5 separate regions of the Sus scrofa genome follow, and all the other regions are linked to region 4. The links are chromatin contacts, called in public HiChIP or PLAC-seq and promoter capture Hi-C maps. All regions are on one chromosome and are shown on one strand. The core of a region is the stretch at or near the end of the contact, and the rest is flanking DNA. Distances in the headings are between cores, read along the strand shown.

Region 1 (2,700 bases), core at 67-2,566, 350 kb before region 4:
AGGATGGGCAACACTGGATCCTTTAACCCACCGTGCTGGGCTGGGGATTGAACCTGCGTCCAGGAGCTGCAGAGGTGCCACGGAAACCGTTGTGCCACAGTAGAAACTCCAAATCTACATTTAGCTGCCTTTTCTTCCCTTTAATTCACTCTTTAATCACTTGGGAAGAGAATATATTGTCCACCATCTTACTGATATTTACTTTTTAAATTTGTTTTTTAAAAGTTCAACATATTACAAGAGATCCCTAAATCAACTGCTTTGTCTCTGGTTTCATGCTTCCTGAGCTCTCTGAAAAACCTGAATGAATGCTCCAAGTAATACTGTCCCATCTAATAAAAACCTCTTCTGTATTCTTTTCAAACGCTTCATTCAGGAAGAAAATCATAAATTCATAAAGCTGGAAGCTAAGCATCATCTCCCACTAGTTCCTCACACAGACCCTAAGGTGCAGTTACTACACCAATTTCCCATCTCCTGAATCACGCAAACCTAAAATCCTGTTATAGTTTACATTATGGTCTCCTGGAGTTTCTCCCACAGTTCTTAATCATCTTCAAGGCCCCAAACCCACTGCAGTGTCTGAGAAGCGTTCTCTTTCTCCCACCCCCCAGATTCCACTTTAGAACTGTCTTCTTCCTCTGTGCACTTAGAATACTGTATTATTATACTGTGTAAGGGCCGAGGACCGGGGATGCTGTGCTCACTTCCCTCTAGCCTCAGACACCCAGCAATAAAGGCTCCTTCAAGGAAGCCTAAGAATTTTTTCTTAAGAACACCTAGCCGTCCAAGTAATCTCGTCCACCTTCTGAAGCTCTCCAGCAAGCTCGGTAACACCAAATTCCCAGAACCACACCACGGTTTAAGCACTACCAGAACCCGAGGCTGAATATGAGGCCCTTCCAAGAGATGTAACCCTCCGCCCGCGAGCCAAACCAGGATTGCTGCCGGAGCCCGAGTTCTTTCGCTCCACTTAGACCGGGCCGCCACCCCCCATCTTTCCCTTGGAAACAGATTTGCACGAAACTAACGCACAGACCAGAAGAAATATTTTTTTAAAATTCTGTGTGGTCTCCTTGGGCAGGAAGGGGCGTACCTGAGGGGCCCGTAGGCAGGACAGAGTGACCTTAGGGAGTCCCTGCGGGCAGGACGGGGTGACCTGAAGATCCCCTATCGTACCTGAGGGGCCTTCGGACCGAAGTACCTCAAAAATCTTACGCCGGGGCCAGACGGCCTGAGGTGATGCAATGTTCTGAAAGCATGAGGCGAGGAGAAGCGGGGCGGTCTGCACCGGCCAATCAGAGAGCTCCGATTCACACCTATCAACAAGCAGGGCGCCAACTGGCCGCCTGGGTCCCGGGTCACGCCCACCCGACCTGCACTGCGGTGTGCTCTGGGAAAGCGGCAGTGCGACTCCCCGGACAGCTGCCAGTGAGTGGCGGCGACGTGCTGGGTGCTTCAACGCAACAAGGGCGACGGTGGTAGACAGGACCGTTTTGTGGCCTCTGGGGTGGGGACTGACTGGGGAGGGGCACTGGGAGGAGGCCGATGTTGTGCATAGTGACTGGATGTTTTTATACGGGCGTTTCCCGTTGCCGGTCTTCACCTCACTGTATACAGAACATAAGTCAATCTCACCAGGCATAAACCAAATCCAGTGACAGTGGACTCAGTAACTGTGCGGCTGTGAGTGTTCAGTCTCCAGGCTGCTTTCCTAAGTGACCGTTAAGTAAAGCAGCCCTAGCATTAGGGCTATTTTTTAGTGTAGTGGAATCTGCAAAAATGCAGAGTCTTGGGGCACGCACTAGGTCTGCTGAGACCCTGGAGTGACAAAAATATGCATTTTAACAGGCATCCTGTATAATTCTGCTGCACACTAAAATTCCTGACCTGCCTATCTAAAAGGACACTCCTACTTCCTAGGGAAATGTAGAAGCTGCAGAAAGTCTGGGAGGAGCTGAAGCACTGATGGTCTGTGGTGTTCAGGGAAGCCTCTTCTGTGTTCTTCAGTGCCACCTCCAGAGTTCTAATGAATTTTACTGCAGAAATTACGTTAAACAGCCACATGGAGAGCTGTAACAAAAAGGAAGGAAATGTCTGACAAACTTTATAATTACTGCATCTTAAGGTCTCCTATATTGAAAACAACATATTTGCATATTTGTCTGCTAACATATATTTATTATCACTGCTGTGAGTCTGCCCAGCACATTCTGGATCTCCTGGTCAAAAACCAAAGGGACTCCGGAGCCATGAAAACAACAGGCATTGGCAGTAGACACTATGAAGGAAATTTTAAATTTTAGCTCTTGACAAAGTTAAGAGTGATTATATATGTAACTGTAGTGTATCAGATAGAGGGACAGGGAAAAAAACTCATCTGACTGAGAATATGTATAAAACATGTTGATAAGCTTCACTAAGAACATTTTGATAGTCTGTGTAGCATTCATTCAAGTCACTTATGGTTTATATAACCAGTTTATTTAGGGTTTAGGAACACCCTAAAGGGGTCAGAGTAAGGGATTTCACATCCTTGCCCAAAGGGGGAACTCTTATTAACTAGCAGTACTTGGAATGAGTTTTAATTTTCAAATTCCTCAAGTTGCCACCTTGGTCAGTTCATTTTATTATCTATCCAGACAGCCTAGGTTAGAGTAAGACAGAGGGTTTCCAGACAGATATGTCTGGGGGAAAAAA
Region 2 (2,700 bases), core at 94-2,593, 450 kb before region 4:
CAGGATCACAAATTAGGTAAACTGATATACATACGTAACCTGATGGCAATATATCTTTTTAATTATTTTTTTATATTTTATTTCAATCTTTTTAGGGCTGCCCCTGTATCATATGGAAGTTCCCAGGCTAGGGGTCGAATCAGAGCTGTAGCAGCAGCCTGCACCACAGCAACGCCAGGTGGAAGCTGCATCTCGGACGTACACCACAGCTCCCCAAAATGCCGGATCATTAACCCACTGAGCAAGTCAAGGATAGAACCTGTGTCCTCGTGGATACTAGTCACATTTGTTTCCGCTGAGCCACAACAGCAACTCCACAATGTATCTTTTAAATCTCTAGAAAAATGTGCCATGAGAATAATAAAGAAAAATTTCACATACTGAGGTATAGGGAGGTCATTCTGGCTTTATTCGTGGTTCAGCCTGAACTCTGTGTGAATCAAAACAGCCTGTAAACACACAGGGCACATCTGCTTTAACCATTAAGGTAAAGAAGCCTATTTCAAAGATAATAATAAATAATTCCCTTCCTATGGCATCCAGTGTTAACACTCCCTTGAAGAGACACCAGGGCGCTGCTGTACAGGTACTAAATCTGTCACATTTGAAATCTTAAAAGAATATACCCCGGCCCGATTGATGTATTTTCTTTGTACTAATAAGGTATAAGGCTAAGCTGAAAACCATGCTTCAGCCCAGCGGTTCCTCCTGATGTCCTTCATTACTCAGGCCCCACGGTTATCTCCCCACGGACCGCACAGAATCCAGGAATCCGCTCACCGATCCAGCCTCAAAAATCCCACAGGAACTCCATCACACTCCGCCAGGGAATCCACCATCACAGACCCCAACGCTCCCACCCCATGCCTCCAAGAATCCACCATTAGAGACCCCGCAGACTCTGTCAATCCTCCAGGAAGCGACTGTCACGACCACATCGACCCCCACTATTCCATCTACTGACCGCCTCCATCACTGATCCGACTGTTCATCACGGACGTCGGAGACGCCTCTTCCTTCACTCAGCAACCGCCCGCACCTTCTACGCTCTCCGCATTCACCAGCCTCTCAGCCACCCTCTTTCAGGATAGTAGTCATTTAATTAGAAGAGCTACAAGGGTACCCACTTCCTCCTTCTGGATCCCTCCCTGTCCTTGCGATATTCTTCAGGCGCCGCCCGGGTGTGCGCATGCTCAGCAGTGGCTTCTTCGAGGAACACTGCCAGTACTCAACATGGCGCCTTGAGAAACACCGCCCCCCTCTAAAGGGGTGAGACTCGATGCCAATATGGCAGCGTCCATGGAGTACCTCAAGCCTGTGGGCAGCCATGGTGAAGTGATGAGGATTTGTGTGGTTCGGAGTTGTCAGGAAGAAAGGTAGAGCAGAGATATGTCTCCTGGAAGTAAGTCGGAAACAACCAGAGTTGGTCACCCAAGCAGCCCCTGGCTTTTCCGGTACTCCTGTAGATTCAAAACACCATCAACCAATGATATTGAATCGGCAAGCATAAAACACTTCACTCTCAAGCAGTAGAATAAAATATTCCGTTTCAGCACCTATGAAGCATTTACCAAGAGATACCATAATCTGACCCATAACGCAAATCTCATAAATCTAATTGCACTGAAAACTTCCTGATTTCTGATGGAAATAATCAGTAAATAATCTATGATAAGAATATACGAGAGGTTTTTTTATGTTTTTATTTTTACTTATTTATTTATTTATTTTGTCTTTTTAGGGCCGAACCTGCACCACATGGAGGTTCCCAGGCTAGGGGGTCCAATCGGTGCCACGGCTGCTGGCCTACCACAGCCACAGCAATGTGGGATCTGAGCCTTATCTGCAAAATACACCACAGCTCTTGGCAATGCCAGATCCTCAACCCACTGAGCAAGGCCAGGGATCAAACCTGCAACCTCATGGTTACTAGTTGGGTTCGTTAACCACTGAGCCACCATGGGAACTCCTATACGAGAGTTTTATTTGAGCCAAACTGAAAATTGCAACCAGGGAGACAGTTTCTCAGATAGCTCTACAGTGGTATCTTATATTTCAGTCCTGTTTTTGGTAGTTTATGTCTCAAGAGGCTTGTGAATTTTATCACCCTTTCCATAGAACTAGCTTATTGTTTTGTTTCTTCTGTTGTTTTTTCTTTTTTCTATTTCATTGTTTTCTGCTCATTATTATTTCCTTCCTTCTTGCTTTTATTTTGCTCTACCTCTTCTAGTTTATTAACGTGGGGACTTAGGTTATTGATTTGAGGATTTTCTTCTTTTCTTTTTTCTTTTTTTTCTTTCTTTTTTTTGTCTTTTTGCCTTTTCTAGGGCCACTCCCATGGTATATGGAGGTTCCCAGGCTAGGGGTCCAATCAGAGCTGTAGCTGCCAGCCTATGCCAGAACCACAGCAACACCAGATCCAAGCCACATCTGTGACCTACACCACAGCTCACGGCAACACCAGATCCTTAACCCACTGAGCAAGGCCAGGGAACGAACCCGCAACCTCATGGTTCCTAATCGGATTCGTTAACCACTGAGCCACAACAGGAACTCCTATTCTTTTCTAATGTAAACATTTAGTAGTATAAAATTTTCTCTCACCACTACTTAGCCCTCAACCTACAAAGTTCGATATGTTCTATTTCCATTTTCACTTTTTTTTTTTTTTTTTTTTTTTTTTTTTTAGGGCCACATCCA
Region 3 (2,729 bases), core at 11-2,510, 270 kb after region 4:
GGTGGTGGTGGTGGCGTAGTGGCTAAAGACTTGACGGCGGGTAACTTTCATTATTTACTGGGATGATAGGTAACATTTTTTGTCCGCAAAGCCATGATCCAGGATGAAAGATGCAAAATAATGGAGGTGGGGGTCAGGCCATTCCACCAGTGGACAACAGGCCCCGTCCGGGAGGCCCCTAAGTGGCCTGTGCGCGGCTTGCAGAGGAAGGGCCTGGACTTGCACTAACGCACTGCCAAGTCAGGTTACCCGGACCTCCTACCCCGTTGTCTCAAGGTCTGAGGTAGCCTGGGGTAGGACGGGGCTGGGCTCTCAGTTAAGCCAGGCCAGGTTCACTCCCAGCGTTTGAGGAAGGGACGGTGCCCGTGTGGTGACCTCCTACGACTCGGCCCAAGAATTTTGGGGTTTCCAGCCGACAAATGCACCCATTCTCCAGTTTCCTCATTCCAGGAGTGGCGGCAATGGCATGGCAGACCGTGTCCAGAAACGCTTAGCGGGGTCCGGAGCTTGGCTACCCCCACCCTAGACCAAGACAGGGTGGAACAAGAGCGGGTCCAAGGTGGGGGGTCGGGGAGGAGTGAGGAGGAGACCCGCGAGGTTGCCCCAGAGGATCCGGCGAGGGCCGGGGCTCAGGATGCAGCGGCAAAGGACATGCGCCGAAAGGGGCGGGGCTAGACTGGGGGCGGGACCACGTGGGAAAAGGCGGGGTGCGGGAGGAACTCTGTGAGGGGCGGAGCTGAGGGCATCTCTTCCTGGCAAGAATGAGGCCCAAGGCTTCCTGGGCTCAGAGAGGGGCGGGATGCAGGACTGTGGCAGAGGCGTAGTGGCGCCAGCGGGGGTGGGCTCAGTGTGGGTGGGTTTAGAGCGCCAGCGGTGACAGAGCCAAGTCAGGGCCGCCCGGAAGGGCTGGCTCGGTGAGGGGCGGGGCCGAGGGCCCCTAGCGGCGTCCATTACCACGCCTTAGGAAGCGGGGCTGCGGGGGAGGTACGGCGTTTAGAACCCTTGAGGCGACGCCGCCGACGCCGTGGGCGGGGCCTAGTGGGAGGGGCGGGCTCAGTGCGGGGCGGGGCTAAGGGCTCCTAGCGGCGTCTGTTCCCACGCGCTAGGAAACCAGGCTGGAGGGAGCTGCGGCGTTTAGAGCCCTGGCGGCGATGGCGGCGATGGCGCCGACGCCGTGGGCGGGGCCTAACGGGAGAGGGCGGGCTAAGTGAGGGGCAGGGTTAGGACTTAGTCGCGATGATGCTGGGGGCGGGGCCCGCCGGGAAAGAGCGGGCCAGGGCGGGCGGCGGTCACCGGGGCTGACGGGCAGCGGACCGGACAACCAGACAGACAGACGGCGGCAGGGGGACGGGCCGGCTGGGTGCACGCTGTGCCGCCGCCATGACAGGTGAGCGCTGTCCGGGGTCGTGCCTGACAGGGACAGGCGCGCGGCCACGGTGGCCCGTAGGGTCCGGTGTCCCGATACCACCCCAGGGGAGGCCCCTCGCTGCGACGGGAGTGACCTTGCCCGTGACGGCGGGACCGCGGCAAAGCGGCGTGCAGCCTGGGGCCAGTTTCTTGGGGGACGAGGCCAGGCCAGGCTCTGGAGGGTTCTGGGCGACAGAGGCTGGGCCTGGGATGGTTCTGAGGGGTGAGGCCAGGGCATGCCGTGGAAGGTTCTAGTGAGTGGGGGCCAGGTCTTGGGTGGTGTCGGGAAGGCAGGGATCAGTGCATGTCTGTGGGTCAGGAGATTCTGGGCTGGGGATGTGGCCTGACAGTGGGAGGTTAAAGTCAAAGGTGTGCGAGGAATACTCTTTTAGGTTCTGGGTTCTACTATGTGCTCCTATCAGGAGATAATAGACTGAGAATGGCGTCAGGTGGTTCATTCCTGGGCAGTGGTTGGTAGTCAGGGGAATCTCTGGTACCTCCCATTCTGCACCCCTTGCCCAGTGGGGACAGGCCCAGGAGAATTGTGCACACGCTTTGCGCTCCATACTGGATTGTTTAAGGCCCTCCAGCATCTTTTTCCAGGACAGGGTCTCCAGCCCAGCAACCTACACCCCCCACCCCTACCCTCAATCCACTCTACCCCACCCAGGACCTCTCTGGACCTGCCCACTGCCTTCCTGACCCTAACTGAACAGGGTGGCCCTTTTCTGTAGACCTTCTCCTGTAGGAGAAGCTCCATGAAAATGACAGGCTGGTGACAGAGCCCATGACAGTGTGGTCAGGGAATGTGGTGGCTCCCAGAAGCGATACTTCATTTCAAGGGCCCCACTATTCTGCTTCATGAGGCAGAAGTCACCTAGGGGTAGCCCAGGGGGTCAGGGAGTTCCCAGAAGTCCCTGTTCTCTCCCCAACACTCACTGGAGACCCAGCCCAAGTCCTGCACACAAATAGGATTTCTTGGGCAGGAACCTGGTGATTTCCAGGACATCAGTGTCCCAGCCGAAGCCAGAAGGGACCCTAGCAGTTATGCACTCTGTTCTCATCTCCCTGAACCCTTTTTATCTGTGGCTGCTGTTTCTAAGTACAGTTGACCCTTGAACAACTGGAATTTCAACTGTGAGGATCCATTTGTATGTGGACTTTTTTTTTTTTTTGATAAATATGTTATACTACTACGTGATATGAGGTTAGTTGAATCCAAGGATATAGAATCTTGGATCCACAGGGCCGACTGTAAAGTTATGTATGGATATTCCATGCTCAGGGGTCTATGCCCCCACCTTCACCTTGTTCAGGGGTCT
Region 4 (2,700 bases), core at 41-2,540:
GCAGTGCTCTCAATGGCTGAGTCCAAGGGGGATGATAGTTATCTCCTGCATAACTTGTCCAGCTCCTCATCTTTCTGGCAATTTTGCAAAAGGGATTCTGTTACTAGTTCCACTTTGCTAATGCAGAAACTGAGCCTAAGCCAGGCAGTGGTAGAACTGGGATTCTGCCCAGCTCTATGTGACTGCAACTCTCACGCTCTTAAGCCCTCAGTGACACCTATGCTCCTCCCCCAGCCCACCACATTCCTGCCTGGTTGTATCAGACAGCAAGATGTTAAAGAATCTGATCCTTCACACAAATCCACAAGCTTCTTTTCCTGGATTCACCTCAATGGGAGTTCTTACTGCACACTCCAAAACTCTCATCCTCACTGAATTACAAAAGAAATTCTATAAATTCTAAATTATTCTGGAGAAGAACCTGTGGACAATGCTCCACTAATATTAGCAACAGCAGCGGGACATCAGCAATTCCCTGCGTCTGAGAGGCTGAACTTAGATGTTGGGAGGTAACAGCACCCAAGCACTTCGGTTTCTTCCTCCTGAGCTTGCCCGTATTCTCCATCCTGCCTACAGCTAGCCCGGGCGGCCTCATCCCAACTGGGCAACTGGAGGCAGCACCATGTGAGCCCGGGGTCGGGGACTTTAGAGGGACACCAAACAGACCTGGGGCGGAGGTGACTGGGGGAAGGGAAAACCGATGTGGAGGCAGGGGAGTGTTGGGGAGACATGGCGCCCACCTAGAGGGAGGAGAGAGCTGGGGAGACACGAAACCGACCCGGGGAGAAGGGGGTGACACAAGGGGGACCAGGAACCGACCCAACGGAGGGTGATGCTGGGGAGACGCGGAACTAACCCGGGGGCGATGACACCGGGAGGACGAGCAACCGACAGAGAGAGGGCTACTGGGAAACTGACCCGGAGGCAGTGGGCGCCGGGGGGGATGGGGAACCGACTTAAGCGGAGAGGGTGCCTGGGGACAGGGAACCCACCGGGGACAGGGTGAGGACCTCAAACCGCGCCAACAGTCCATTCCTCACCTGCTCATGGGCCACCACTAGGCTCTTGTTGCCTTCACCGTGGTACCTCCATTCATTCTCGTCCATCTTCCCCTCGTCCATTCCCCGGTGCGGCCCTGGAGCCTCGCGGGGCCGCGAGCTGGGGGCCGCTGGTTCGCCTGGGCACCAGCCGCCACAGTCCCGGGAAGAACGCCTGTCAGCCGCCGCCTTCGCTAGACCCAGCTGCCCCGACTCGCAGGCGCGGGCCGCCGGAAGCCACGCCCCCGGCAGCTCCATGACTAAGCCGGGCAACTTCCGGGTTCGCGTCAGCTTCTTCTCTAGTGACAAGTGTGGCAGATGGGCTGGCGGCCATCTTAGGTTCTGGTACAGTGACCCACTTCCGGAGCGCGGAACCGGAAGGGAGGTTTCCGGATGGCGCCGGAAGTGATGCAAGCGGAAGAGCCTGGGACAGGCTCGGCGTGGAACAGGGATATAAGCGGGCTGGGGTGGGTGTAGCGGTCCCCGAGAGCTGGGAACCAGGGGTCCCAGTGGGGAGGGGGGGCGGGGTTGGCATTCAGGCAGGCCGGGTGCTGGGAAGGATGCCGGGAGCGGGCCAGGGTGGGTGGTCGCTACGGCTGGAGACTGCTCAGCCATGGGGCTTCACCAAGGTACTTGGCGTCTCAGCCTTCTTTTTTGTAGAATGGGGTACGTTTCTCACTTGTGGCGTTAATACCACCGTTTGCTTCTTACCGAATGCAGAAACATCCCAGTGGTCCCAGGAGGTGGAAACACCGTCATCCACACCTTACAAATGAGGAAGTATGGCTCAAAGAGGCAAGTGGACTCCTAAGTGGTGCTTTTGCTGAAACGTTGCATGAAAAACTGGGTTCACCTTTTGGTGGGTGTCAAGCCAAAAGACACAACAAAGCCATAGTGGGAGAAGGGAGGATTTATTACTTGCAGCAACTAAGGCGAACATCAGGGATCTTTCCCAAAGCAGTGTCTCCCCATAAAGCAAAAATGAGGAAGTTTTAAAATAAGGGTAGATGCATAGTCATGAAGGGGCTTGGGCAGTCACAGAGCCCAAGCTTTAGTTGATTCAAGTCCTAAACAGAACTGGGAGTCTTTATAATTGATATATCTTTGCTGCAGCCAATTTATTCTTGCTGTTGTTATTTCTCTTGCCTGATACCAATTTGTTTTTTTGTCCCCTTAAGATCATTATCACTGGGAGTTCCGATCATGGCTCAGTGGAAAAGAATCTGACTAGTATCCATGAGGATGCAGGTTCGATCCTTGGCCTCACTCAGTGGATTGGGAATCCAGCGTTGCTGTGAGCTGTGGTGTAGGTGGCAGATGCAGCTCAGATTTGGTGTTGCTGTAGCTGTGATGTAAGCTGGCAGCTATAGCTCCGACTGGACCCCTAGCCTAAGAACCTCCATATGCCACAGGTGCAGCCCTTGGCCAAAAGTGGCTTCTCTTATGCTAAGAAAACCATGCCTGTTTTTTTTTTTTCTAGGGACCCCCCTAGCCTATCTGCCTACTGGAGGAATAGTTTTCATTGACTCTTGAGTGACGCACCTTAAGCGTGACATTTTAATTCTGCCTTTGCACTTAATGTCAGTGAAGCAAAGGGCAGGTCTCTGCCCTTCTCCGAGTCTTTATTCACTTTTGAAGTAGGACTAATGATACCACCTCATAG
Region 5 (2,700 bases), core at 6-2,505, 320 kb before region 4:
CCTTCTATATCAAACCAGTTGCCTGGACATGTGTTTCATTTCCTATTTTACTGCTTTCAAATTTTATCCCTGGAGACTGTTGAAGCCCTCCATGAATGCATTTTGGAACAGCACCTCAACATAGACACAAGTACAGGCAATTATTTTCCCTCTAAATGATCACAATATTATACCCTTCTTTTTACTTGTCCATATTGTTAGGTGTTTTTCCTTTATTCATTCATACATTCATTTATTCATTTTAACAAACGCTGCCAGGAATGGGATGGGGCAGGTTAATACCCCATAGTGCTATGAGAGGCAGGCAAAAGTACTGCAATACTATGTCACAATAGAAATATCTACAGTGTTGTTCAGGCACACAAAGAGCAATTGATACCGCTAACATAGTTTTGTTTTTTTTTTTTTTTTTTAAGGCACTATGTGCCAGCGTTGTATGAAGCAGTTTGCAGGCATTTGGTTTTCAGATTATCAGGGTAAGTGAAGTCACTTTCCGAATGCCATTCAGAGAATTAGCTGTGAAGCCAGGATTATAATCCAAGTGTAATTTCAGAACCTGTAATTCTTAACACTATACTAGGGAGGTTGTTGGATCAGAAGCGACTCGGAAACTCTTCTGTGATTTGAGGCCCGTCGTGAGATCTCCAATTCAGTTTAGGACCCGGCAGCCTCAGCTCCCAGCCGGCTCCTCCTCCCAAACTGACAGTCTCCTCCCCAAAGACCCCAAAACAGCGCCCAAGAGCCCAGAGCATGGCTCCGGTCTGGGCACGAGCCGGCAGCCATCTACAATTTACTGGTAGCTTCCGCCGCCCCCAACCTACCCGCCCTAGCCTCCTTCCTCTGAGAACAAAAGGCGAGCAGAGAGAAGGTAGGCCAGTTTGTCCCGTGACATCGCTTGCCCCGACCCACTCCTCACCACTTCGTCCTCTACGTCGAGCGCTGCTTAGGGCCCTGACTTCTAGTCACGTGTCCCAACAAGTGCCATCTCTCTTCCTTCCTCCTCTATTTCCAACCCAGCATCTTAAGGTTCCATTACAAAACTCAGTACCCCAGTGCTCTTTATTTCGTCTGCAGTCTTCTGAGCGACCTCGATGCCTGTCACCCTGCGTCAACCTCTGCAAAAGACCCCAAACTAAAATTCCCTAATTCACACTAAAGAGGGTCATCGCTTTGTGTTCTCCTGGATGAAGTCGGCGGAAGTGGGGCAGGGGAGAAAAATACAGAGGCTCTCGGTTCCAGCACTCCCGGAACCTCCTCTTCTGTGACGTAGGCATCCTCGTTGCTTCCAGCCGCCTCTGGGTCGGGGGTGGACAGCAGCATCCTTGGCCTTCGGGTTAGAGGGAATTAACCTCTTGAAGTGTAGGTAGGGACTGCGGAGGGACAGCCGTTAACTAGTACACAGGGACAGCAACGGTCCCCGGATGCTTACGAGCGCTGGGTATGTGCGAGGGGATCGCGCGCCGTTCCCCTGCCTCCCCAGCCGATCTCTGGGATGGTTCGCGCCATCCGCGCGCGAGGCTTGAAGAGCGGGCGGTGGCGCGCTTCCACCAGGCAGTTTCTTGTCAGTGCCTCACCATGGACTCCCTTCGCGCTGAGGCCGACGCCTTGGAAGCCGAGATCAAGGCCTTGAGGCGGGCGTGCGTGGAGCTACCGGCGCCGGGTGAAGACACCTCACCAGTCCGGTACGTGGCCTTCCTCAGACTCGGTGGGAAGGATGAAAATCTCTCCACTCCGGGTTCTCGGACCTCCGTCGGTCACAGACTTTCCCGAGCACCAGACGTGGGCTGGAACTCATTATCTACAAAGCTAAGAGTGAGGAGTCCACGCGTGGGCCGCATTGTAAACGCTTACCGTGTATTAACCGATTTAATCGCAGTCAGGGGGAAGGTGTTTTTCTTTCAGTTCTCTTTCTCTTGCTGATAACTATCTAGGTGAAAGCCTTGCTTATTTCCTTAGCAACCTTGCTTTTAGTAGGCAGCAGTATCTAGTTAAGATTTAATGACTATTTGTTTTCATGTTATTTGTTTTTATAGGTCACTTAACTGTGACAATTGATACTGATTTACTGGTTTTTCGTTTATGTTAGTGACAGGTGATTTCCTCTGAGAAATAATTTAGGTTAAAAAAAGTAAGTTGATGTAAGAAAAATAGATAAGGAATTCCCGTGTGGCTCAGCAGGTTAAGAACTCAGCCTTGTCTTGGTGAGGATGCAGCTTGGATCCCTGGCCTGGCCCAGTAGGTTAAGGATCCCGTTACTGAAAGCTTGGTATGTAGTCACAGATGCGGCTTGGATCTGGTGTTGCTGTGGCTGTGGCATCAGCCTGCATTTGCAGCTCCAGTTAGACCCCCTATCCCTGGAATTTTCATATGCTTCAGGTGCTTCAGGTTAAAAAAAAAAAGGAATATAGTTTGTAGGAGAATTTGGCAAAAGCTGCAAAGATGATTGTCAAATACCCGCAGGTAGGGAAGCATCCCAGTAGCAGAGGTGGGGGAACTCCCTGTCTAAAGGGGAACAGAGCCCTTTGAACTGAGGGGTAGAAATAGCTGGAGTGTTGTGTGCTGCAGAGCAGTAGCATCTTAACATTTTCGTTCCCAGCAACAGTCATGGTCTGTCCATTACTTACCAAGTGCCAGACTGAGAAATGCAAGGGTCTTTATGTGCATCATCTCTTTTAACACCTATGCCAATCTTCTGAGGTA

The links. Promoter capture Hi-C pulls out the DNA fragments that hold promoters and counts their contacts. HiChIP or PLAC-seq counts read pairs in DNA pulled down with a chosen protein or histone mark.
Region 1: an H3K27ac HiChIP or PLAC-seq map of alveolar macrophages shows a contact between it and region 4. The contact joins the promoter of IARS here to the promoter of IPPK in region 4. A contact is called at or near these places in 2 of 5 promoter capture datasets (fetal liver and fetal skeletal muscle) and 2 of 2 datasets of contacts at active chromatin or transcription factors (alveolar macrophages and skeletal muscle).
Region 2: a contact with region 4 is called in an H3K27ac HiChIP or PLAC-seq map of alveolar macrophages. The contact joins the promoter of ZNF484 here to the promoter of IPPK in region 4. A contact is called at or near these places in 2 of 5 promoter capture datasets (fetal skeletal muscle and liver), 2 of 47 Hi-C or Micro-C datasets (heart right ventricle and retroperitoneal adipose tissue) and 1 of 2 datasets of contacts at active chromatin or transcription factors (alveolar macrophages).
Region 3: a contact with region 4 is called in a promoter capture Hi-C map of fetal liver, with 2.1 times the contacts expected there. The contact joins the promoter of CARD19 here to the promoter of IPPK in region 4. A contact is called at or near these places in 1 of 5 promoter capture datasets (fetal liver) and 1 of 2 datasets of contacts at active chromatin or transcription factors (alveolar macrophages).
Region 5: a contact with region 4 is called in a promoter capture Hi-C map of fetal skeletal muscle, with 9 times the contacts expected there. The contact joins the promoter of NOL8 here to the promoter of IPPK in region 4. A contact is called at or near these places in 4 of 5 promoter capture datasets (fetal liver, fetal skeletal muscle and liver), 1 of 47 Hi-C or Micro-C datasets (heart right ventricle) and 2 of 2 datasets of contacts at active chromatin or transcription factors (alveolar macrophages and skeletal muscle).

What each region holds. Positions count from the first base shown.
Region 1 is chr3:42,021,294-42,023,993 of Sscrofa11.1, forward strand. IARS (isoleucine--tRNA ligase, cytoplasmic) reads right to left here and starts at 1,317. Exons shown (of 33, transcript XM_021086986.1): 1 at 1,180-1,317.
Region 2 is chr3:41,917,491-41,920,190 of Sscrofa11.1, forward strand. It overlaps ZNF484 (zinc finger protein 484), which reads right to left and starts at 1,344. Exons shown (of 2, transcript XM_021086980.1): 1 at 1,128-1,344. The coding sequence starts at 1,329.
Region 3 is chr3:42,632,256-42,634,984 of Sscrofa11.1, forward strand. It overlaps CARD19 (caspase recruitment domain family member 19), which reads left to right and starts at 1,261. Exons shown (of 6, transcript NM_001244277.1): 1 at 1,261-1,387. The coding sequence starts at 1,381.
Region 4 is chr3:42,366,872-42,369,571 of Sscrofa11.1, forward strand. IPPK (inositol-pentakisphosphate 2-kinase) reads right to left here and starts at 1,291. Exons shown (of 13, transcript XR_002342483.1): 1 at 1,041-1,291.
Region 5 is chr3:42,051,794-42,054,493 of Sscrofa11.1, forward strand. It overlaps NOL8 (nucleolar protein 8), which reads right to left and starts at 1,256. Exons shown (of 17, transcript XM_013995776.2): 1 at 917-1,256. CENPP (centromere protein P) reads left to right here and starts at 1,573. Exons shown (of 8, transcript NM_001315813.1): 1 at 1,573-1,682. The coding sequence starts at 1,576.